Linked DNA regions of Rattus norvegicus: region 1 is linked to region 2. The links are chromatin contacts, called in public Hi-C maps. All regions are on one chromosome and are shown on one strand. The core of a region is the stretch at or near the end of the contact, and the rest is flanking DNA. Distances in the headings are between cores, read along the strand shown.

Evidence for each region. A called contact is a pair of places that touch in the nucleus more often than the background predicts.
Region 1: a Hi-C map of kidney shows a contact between it and region 2, with 4 times the contacts expected there. The contact joins the enhancer-like site here to the promoter of Atp2c1 in region 2. A contact is called at or near these places in 11 of 12 Hi-C or Micro-C datasets (the A7r5 cell line, the Rat2 cell line, Schwann cells and 6 more) and 1 of 1 datasets of contacts at active chromatin or transcription factors (oligodendrocytes).

Annotation. Positions count from the first base shown.
Region 1 is chr8:115,119,319-115,123,927 of GRCr8, reverse strand. It overlaps a transcript of Rpl29 not described here. Among named protein-coding and RNA genes, the nearest start is that of Pik3r4, 25 kb to the left of the region's middle. Within about 2 kb of position 2,892, at least 43 of the 93 cell types and tissues checked have an H3K27ac peak or open chromatin away from gene starts, as enhancers often do. A contact at or near this core is called in kidney and prefrontal cortex, where this site is marked.
Region 2 is chr8:115,007,787-115,012,724 of GRCr8, reverse strand. Atp2c1 (ATPase secretory pathway Ca2+ transporting 1) reads left to right here and starts at 2,644. Exons shown (of 28, transcript NM_131907.2): 1 at 2,644-2,930; 2 at 3,216-3,401. The coding sequence starts at 3,396.

The sequences.
Region 1 (4,609 bases), core at 1,643-4,142, 110 kb before region 2:
CACCAAGAACATCTCTTTTTATATCACTTAAGGGCCAACCTGCACTGAGGAACCTGCAGTGAAAAAACCATGGGCTGAAGAACAGGCTAACAGACACAGAGAAACCCAAAATGGTAGCATCCACCGGGCAGACTCTCTTCCTGCTGTTAGACTCCAGAGGCCACTTCCGGTCTGCCCACCCATCACCACTTCTCTCAGTCGCTTTATACATGCCTCCTAGAAAGTTCCGCTATTCTCTCTGGCTACCAACGTCCTCTCCTCTTCCCCATACCTCAGTGCCAAGCTCTGTGGAACCAAGATCGGACATCTCAGTGTTTAGTTCACTGAAGCAGGAGCAGCTGGATGGGCTGCTGTGGAATTCTGCCTTGCATCTTGCAAACAGAATATACCAGAAAATGTAGAGTTAAATGAACACAGACAGTAAAAACAAATACATCCAATATCAGTCCCTTGAAATGGCTCTGACTTGCCTGTGTACTGTCCTACGGATGGCAAAGGAAATGTTATCGGCTGGCCTGGTGGCACTATCTCCAAATTCACTCTCAATAATACAGTGTCACACACCCATAGGTGACATTGACTTCTAAACCTCTTTGTTTGGAATTCTCATTCAGCCATATTGGGTACCACACCACACCCCTCTCTTGTCCTCCACGACAGCTCCACCTCTTGCCCTCATCTGTCAGGTCGAGTTACCTCACCGTCCTGGCCTTCGGCTCCCAAGAGCAGAATTTCTCAGAAAACAGAGCATATGGCTTTAAAATGAGATAAAGCCGAGATTCCGAGATTCTTCCTCCCTGGTTTAGAATCTTAGTTTCAGCTTAGCTGTGTACCATGCCTGACTGCAGATTCCAGGAAAGACTTAACCCATAAAGAAGCTAATTTCCTCACATCCAAGAAGGCTAAACTCTGTTGCCAGCAATTAATATCCCTCTGTGCTCTTTCACTAATGCAGATCCAGGATGTAGGTAAGGACTTGGCAGGATGACAGAGGATATCTTTGTCTAGGGGCGAAAGAAATTTATTAGGATGTGAAGGAGATGGGCAGGTGCTCCTTGAGTTATGATAAGACAGCTCTCGAGGAGTTTTACGAGTAGAAGTGCTTTAAGTGTGGCCGGTTTTGATGGTCTCTGACTTTTTACAGGGTGACCTTTGAATTCCCCTTCAGATCCTGAAGCAGAGGTAACATTGTGGGATGCTTTCAAAGACCTCGGCCCTTCGTGCCTGGCTCTAATTATCTCTCCCTGGTGGTGAACTTTGGCGAGGATACAAAAGCGCTGCTGCCTCGCCAGTGAGCTGGTCACTCCTGCAGAGAGGGATAAATCATTCTTGATCCAGCCAGAATTCTCATCACGCCTAGAGTTGCTGATGCGTGGGATGCAAATTAGAAGCACGACCGGGAAAGCAAGGCAGAGGATGCGGGCTGAGTGCCAAGTGGGCCAGAGCTCTGGCATGCATTTGGTGATAAATAGCAGTTCTGGGCATGCTTTCATCATTTAAGTGTGGCCTATTAATCCAGTAACTGGGACGGTGAGTTGGTGTCTTTTGTCCACCCTTGCGGTTGAATCATCTAGACTGGGTCACCCTTTCTGGACTCTATTTAAGGCTTTGTGATAGTTCCTCTTCATTGTCAACTTGATTGGATTGAGAAATGTCTAGATGTCAGTCAGGTGCACCTGTGTGCGTCTACATGGCGGCTTCCTGATAAGATTGACTAAGGAAGAAACAGCCACCCCTGACTGTGGGTGTCAACATCCCCTAGGCTTCAGCATAGATGGAATGAAAAAGGAAATAAGGGAAGCCTGCTAATTCTCCCTCTCCCCTTCCCCACCTCTTCCTCCCTCTCTCCCTCCCTCTGCTTCTGCTTCCTGGCTGCCACACCACAGGATGAGCTGTTCTGCTCTACCACATTTCTCAAAATTCCAAAACCAGGAAGGGAAGTACATTTTCCTCCATTAAGTTATTTTGCTCAGATGTTTTGTCACAGAAACAAACAAACAAAAGCTAACACTAACACAGTCATAATGTCACATCCACCACCCAAGCATCCTGGCTAATTTTATTGTCAACTTGACACAACCAAGGGTCACCTGAGAGAGGGAGTTTCCACTGTGGGATTGCTCAGATCAAACTGACCTATTGCCATGACTGTGAAGAGTTACCTTGATTGTTAATTGATATGGATGTCTATAAAGTTGTATGAGAAAGCTGGTTGACCATGAACAGGAGAGAGCAGTTCAGCATGCTGTGTTCTTCCCTGGTTCCTGTCTCTGCTCACACATGGGTTCTTGTCCTAACATCCCCCAGTGATGGACTGTAATCTGTAAGCTGAAATAAACCCTTCCTTCCCTGAGATGCATTTGGTCATTGCTTTATTGCAGCAACAGGAAAGCAAACTAGATATGATTTCTATGGTATGAGTTCCATATTGTATGGGATAGATCTTATATGTTTACTGCTTGAATGTGGCTCAGTGGGAATGGTCCTCCTTTTAAGAAGGATTAAAAAAATATAGGCCCGAACAATGCTGAAGATAAGACTGCCTGCATGGCCTAGAATAAGGTGCAAAACCAGCCAACAAGCCAGACGTAGGAGCTGGCAAATGAGGCAGCATCTGTGCAGCTTGGCAGTGTTCCTTAAAATAACTTCACGCTAGCCCAGATGGACAACGAGGGCGGTCGGAGAGCCTCCTTCACTGAGACAGCCAGACCTGGGTAACCAACTTCCTCTTGTTTCTCTGAGTTGGACCTCAAACTTCGCTGATTACTATCTGGTGGGGGAGGGGAGCATGGGCAGCAAAGCAATTGTTTCAGACACTCATTCTGCTTGACCAGTTCCCATGTCCCTCATAAACAAGGAGGAAATTCCTGGCTTGGTCTAACAATTACTGCCTGTTAGAATTTAAAGGGACAGGGCAGTGGGAAAAGTCCCTTGTTGCATTGCCTAGGGACAATGGGTCCAACCTCTGGTTAGACTTCTGTAAAGGTGGGAAGAGAAAGTGGATTCTAAAGTTGTCCTCTGACCTCTACATGTACCTATACATGTGCACAAAAACACAGACAGACAGACAGACACACACACACACACACACACACAATTTAAAATAAAATAAAATATTTAAAGAATTTAAAGGAACTAGAAGACTAGAGAGATAGCTCAGCAGTTAAGAGCACTGGCTGCTCTTCCAGAGGTCCTGAGTTCAATTCCCAGCATCCACATGGTGGCTCACAACCATCTGTAACTCCAGTCTCAGAGTATGCAACACCTTCTTTTGCCCTTTTTGGCACAGTAAGCACAGATGTTTAAGCATATATGCAGGCAAAACACCCATCCACATAAAATAAAAATAAAGAAAAATTTAAAAATAAATAAAATGTCAAAAAAAAATTTCCTTTCCTCATCATCTACTGTTCTGTAGAGGCATTCTTCCCTTCTCTCTGCTTGTACTTGAAAACTTTGTTGAGTTAATTTGGTTATGTAGCTTTTTTTGCCCTCCTTAATGACAGATACTCAAAATCATTTAACTTGTTTAATTTCTCCATGGTCTTCTGCATAATATCCATGGCAATGTGGGTCTTCAATAAATATGGATGAACGAATTTATCATTGAATGAATGAATGAATTGTCATTAAAGTTCAAGGTATGTTGGCCTTAGTGACACCCTCTTGTAATTTTATTGGTCTTGGTGGTACCCCCCTATAATCTCATTGGTCTTGGTGGCACCCTTCTGTAATCTCATTGGTCTTGGTAGCAACCTCCTGTAATCTCATTGGTCTTGGTGGCACCCTCCTGTAATCTCATTGGTCTTGGTGGCACCCTCCTGTAATCTCATTGGTACACAGGCCTACAAGTCTCAGGCAACTTAGGCTGGCCTTGAACTCTTGTTCCTCTTGCATTTGCTTCCTGTATGCTAGCACATATAGTCATATACCCGCCATGCTCACTTTCTTGAAGCTACTTGTTATAGACTCACACATGCTCTAGATAATTTCTCCTGTGGTTTTTCATGGGCAGGGAATGCCTATTGATTCTATTTCCCTTTAAAACATTCCATTTACCCTTTTTACTTCTGTAAATTAGTATTTACATCTTCAGGCCTCTTCAATTTCGAGTTTTGGCAAGCCTATTTCCTGGGTGATGATGTGCATCTCACCAGGAAGTCTGTGGTGTGTTTCTTTCTCTCTTCCTATTCCCTGGGCAGCTACGGATGTTCAGTGACCACTTGATCTCCAAGGACTGTGAGGTGGCAAAGGTGTTCTTGCATTCTCCTTTTTCTATTTGTAGGATCTCCATCCTTTCTACTCTTTGTTTTTAATAGTGATTGTCCTGGTTAGTTTTCTGCTGCTCTAATAAAACAGCATAGCCCGGGCAACTTATAAAACAAAGCATCTAATTTGACTTACAGTTTCTGAGGGTTAGAGTCCATAATGGTGAAGTGAAGAAACAGCAGAGAACTCACACTTTCATCCATAATCAGGAGGGAGGGAGGGAGGGAGGGGGAGAGGGAGAGAGAGAGGAGAGAGAGAGAGAGAGAGAGAGAGAGAGAGAGAGAGAGAGAGAGCGCTCAAATCTCAGGAGTCTTTTGTAAACTCAGATTCCAGTGCCCTA
Region 2 (4,938 bases), core at 1,395-3,894:
CTTTATATACTTTTAAATGTTCAAATTTTATTATAATATAAAAAAGCAAGGTAGCTCATATCCTCTTAGGATAAAGCACAGTATGAATAAAATTGGAGCATCATGACCGTTCTTCCCCACGCTTCCCCCAAGAAAAGCCTCACAGTTCTGCCTTTCTCGGTCCTTTGACCACTCTTCTTTCTCATCTCTTTACCCCCACCTACTTTCTTGGTGATGCTCAAGTTTGAAGTGCCCCTCCCCTGAGGAACACTCTCAGCTCCTGTAACCACATTTTGCATTCAATTTTGTGGGTTAAATATTCAACAAAAGAGGAGTAAAACCCAAATTTTAGGAGGCTGGTTTCTAAGGGAACTTTCTGGGGTTGACTGCAAGGAAACTTGGCTATATTGTAATTCATGGCCATTAGGCCCATTGTAGCTAGTCTTCTGCTCGTTTCTTCACGTATCAAGCTTCCACCATGGCAATGCTTCTTCTTTGTTTATTGTCTGTCTTCCTGTGCTTTTTCAATCCCTTCTAACAGTTTTCCATGGAGTGGAGTACTTCCACATGGTCATGCATTTTGCATTTTAGTTTCCTTCTTACACACTGAGGTGGGAATAGCTATATAACACTCACAGAAGGATCCAGCATGCTCTGAGGAGGAAATGAAAGAGGAGAGCATGCTGCTCTGGCTTTAATAGTATTAATTAAAGCTTTAATATGTAAATTGTATGCATATACATAACAAATTCTAACTCTCAATCGTAGGAAATAGAAGTTGATGTTACTGATGTTGGCTAGTGTGGGATAGTTAGTGATCTGGTACAGAATGGGAAACCCATCTCAAGCAACACACGTGTAGTTTCAGCTAATCAGTCCAATAACTAACAATACAGAGGCCCTAATTTTCTTTTCTTTTGCTGTCATAAGCCATCAGAAGCAGCAGGAAAGGGTTTACTTGGTTTATACTTTCTATCACTGAAGCAATCCAAAGCAGGGACCTGGAGGCAGAAACTGAAGCAGAGCCCAAGGAGGAACACTGCTTCCTGACTTGCTTCTCATGGTTCCCTTGGCTTCCCACTGTGTATAACCCAAGACCACCCATAGTTTCTGGGTACTCCCACATACCTCAATTACTTCCCCACAGACTTCCCTGAATGTAGGTCTATGTGATGGAGACATTTTGAGCTTCCATTTTACCAGCTGACACCAGCTGTGTTAAGTTGATAAAAAGAAACCCCAGCACAACCATAAAGTTGTTGAATTCTAAGTGTTTATACAATGTAATCTTCCTTATAAACTGTGTTTTAAATTATGCTTGTTGCAACATTAATATTCTGTAAGTAATAACTGTTACAAACCAACTTTAAAACTGAGCACCAGACAGCAATTTTATTATAGAAGCCACAGGCTTATGCCATGGGGCATATAAACATCATTAAGCATGCATACCGAAGTGGAGATGAATTATAGATTTCTACACTAGCGCGGCCTGGAAATTGTGGCCATCCTCCGCTTCTGTTTCCTTTGAGTGGCATGAACTACTATGTCTAGCAATAGCTCATTTTTCAAAATAGAAGGAGTGTGTACGTCAAGCCAGAAGCTATCCAGAAGTTTTGATTCCAAATGAGCTTAACAGGCACCCTGCATAGTAAGACAGACAACTTGGTCCATTATGTTGAACGTGTGTTGGAAGCATGTTATAGGAACCGATATAGAAGAGCAATTTTTTTTAATGGTTATTTGGTCACGGAGGAAAAATAGCTGTAGAGGCTTTTTCTTTGGAGCAGATGGCAAGGGAGGGGTCTTTGGAGGATGCTCCAGCACTGGCCACAGGTGCAGTCCTGCCCTCTAGTGGATATAGGTGAGAGTGGTTCAATGGCTACCTGCGCTTTAAGAATAGCAACTATTCATTAAAAATCATTTACTAGGGGCTTGTGTGAGGTGCTAAGTGAAAGGCTGACTTGGAAAATGATAGCGGCCAAAGTAATATTGGTTCTTCGGCTTCGATGGGAAGGCGACTGATTTCTAGATTCTATCCCAGCTATTCTGGTTGCATATACTCAATGAGAAAGGTCAGGGGTCCTTCCTCGAGCTGTCATTCTGAACCTTTCATAAACCTGGGGCTTCAGAGCACACTCCTGAGCAGGAAAGGATTTTGGAAACCGGCTCCATGATGACTAGTCCTCGCAAGACCAGAGACGCAGCCAGAGCTCGTGTTTACAAGTGAGGGTACGGCGTGGAGGAGGCCGCTGACAGGAACACCAGCTTCTCTCTGCGTCGTCCGAGGAGATTGTGACGGCTGTGAGTTGGGAGAGACTTCCAGAGCTGTGCAGAGAGCGCCCAGGCGACTCTGTGACACGGCTATGGCTGTGCCTGTCTCGGTCTCGTTCCCCCGGCCTCCTGGAGAGAATGTGTGGCTGGAGACAGGGACGGGTGTGCTTCCGCCCCTTGGGCCGGCGGGTGTGTGGAAAGTGGGCAGGCGCTATCCTGAGAGCCCAAGGGTTAGCCTTGGGCCCCGCGCGCTCTCCTACAAACCCTCTGCATCCCCAGACAACGTCCATTAGGGCCCGCAGGCTCGCTTCACTGCACTTCCGCTCACCCTCGCAGAGAGCCGGAGTGCGCCTGCGCGCGCGCCTCTCCCGGCGGAAGTGGTAGCGACAAAGCTCGGTGGGCGGCGGGCGGTGTAGTGCAGGGAGCGCCGGGCGGCGGGCGGCAGGGAGGGGCGGAGCGCAGGAGGTGGAGGCGGGAGCAGAGCTGCTCGGCCGTGCGCGGAGACGCGCGGAGCCGGCGGGCCAAGCTTGACGGGCCCCTCGCCGCTCCTCCTCTCCCCTCCCTGCCACCATCCTGCTCGTTCTCCTCCGGACGCGGCTGGGCTCCGTGTGGCGCCACCGTGCCGCCAGCAGTGCCCGTTCGCCCGAGGCGCGTGGGGCGCCCCCGCAGCCCCGCGAGTGAGTCCTCGCAGCTTGGAGGGAGGGAGGACGTCTTGGGGTGCCAGGGAGGATTCCGGGTATTTACTCCTGCCCCTATTTCCAGAAACTTCCAGGTCCGGAGGGAAGGGGGCGTCCGGGGAACGTCTCTTGCCCGTAGGGCGCCTCTAGGGCGCCGCCCGGCTGGTGTGTGTCGCTGGCGCTGCAGGCGGCGCAGGGGGTGGGCTAGGGTGGTGGCGGCGGCTGGGCGGGGGTCGCCCTGCTCCTCTCCCCTCTCAGCTCCGCTTCTCCTGGTTTCTCTTGCAGATGCTGCTGCTAGGGGTGGTGGGAGCAGCCGTGGGACGCGTGGCCGGGAGCGGGGGTGACAGCCTGGGATTCCAGGGTCTTCTCTTCCTTGTCCTCCTCCTCTCCTCTCTATTCCCAGTGTGGCCGTGGCTGACACTAAAGACTTTGTAGCCATCAACCAGAGTGCAGTTTCGATGGAAAATGAAGGTAAAGGCCCCTGGCAGATGGGCTTGTAATACAAGAGTTGAGGGTGTGGTGGTTTGCTTTTTAAGTTGTCCTTTCCCACCTTTTTATTTTCCTGATTTTATGTAATTGATTTTTCTCCCCCTTTGCATGTGAAATGTCAGAGGATTTGCTTCCCTAAGGGCATGTAGCTTTTATTTTGGTAACATGGGCATTGCGGGGATTAAGGTTCTGCGGGTGACAGCTTGATTCTGCTTTCCTGGGAAATGGTTATTTTCTTTAGCTTAGGGAATGGAACGGAAGTTTTCATTTGAGATAGCATCTGAGCACATCCTTATAGCTCTTTGAAAGGAATCCGTGGGTGCGAAGTGGAAAGGGGCAGAGAAGGCAGTGGGTCAGATCTCTGTATATTTGCGTAGCAAGCTTTGTTAGGGCGTGTGACTGAATCATAAAAAGATTTCTAAAATAAATTCCAGCTTTGACAAAAAGCGTTTTTGAACTCAGATTAAGGGGGAAAAAAAAAACAAACCCAAAATCAAAACACCCTAACCCTTTAGTTTAATGAAATTTTCAGAGAGTTTCCTGTCTTAAAGTCCCGCCCTATTTCAAAACATCTTTGGGAGGTTGACAGTGGAACCTGTTTGTCCCTATTACACATCGTGTTTGGACGCATTTGTCTGTCACATTACTGGATCGCTTTGGCCTCATTCAAATAATGCTTCTCATTTATAGCACTTAGGTTTTAAAAAGTATTGACTAACTGAGTAAATGATTTTTCTTCCCTCTTGAACTAACCATGTTTATTGTTTATGCTGACTTTCTGGCTTGTGTATAATTATCTTTCTTTTTTCCCCACCTCCCTTTTTGACTGGACTGCAAGATGCTAGAAAAGGTACTTGACAAATCATTTCTTCCTCCCTTCCCTTGTTTGCTTTTAAAATCTGTATCTGGTACACAGGAGCTGCAGTGTAAGTTGAATGCTTTTCCCATTGTTGAGAATGTAAGCTTGATTGGCTAAGTAGGACTTTAAATCTTAAAATAGGTGTTTCTTGTGGATGTCGTAATCTGTTGTGCGATTGGAGAACCGTGGCATATGTAGGAAATATGGTGAGAGGCATGGTTAACTTGGCCCGTTTCATTCTAGAGGGATAGTTGGTGGAATGCGTTTTCTGACACACTGAAGTGTGTAACTGCAGAGGAGTTTATGCTAATTGGATCTTGAGGAAAGCAGTTGTGTTTTTTTTCTGATGGTATGAAAAATTATCCTCTTGTCTTTTATAGATTTCAGAAAGTCAGATTTTTTTTATAAGACAATATTAAGCCCATTCATATAGCGGTTTCTATTTAGAAATCTCTGTAAGTAAATCTCAGAGTTACTGTACATATCCGAGCTATTTTCAGAGTATTACCAGATTTAGCAGAGTAGCCTGAAGTAGGTGGATACTTGGCTGTTGGTTTCCTTTCTCGGTGTCTTAGGAATCAGAGTGCGAGTAATGGAGCTAGCGCTTGTCAGCTGAGATAGGGGCGGCGGTTGTTAGGAGTGTGTCTGTATTTTATGGCC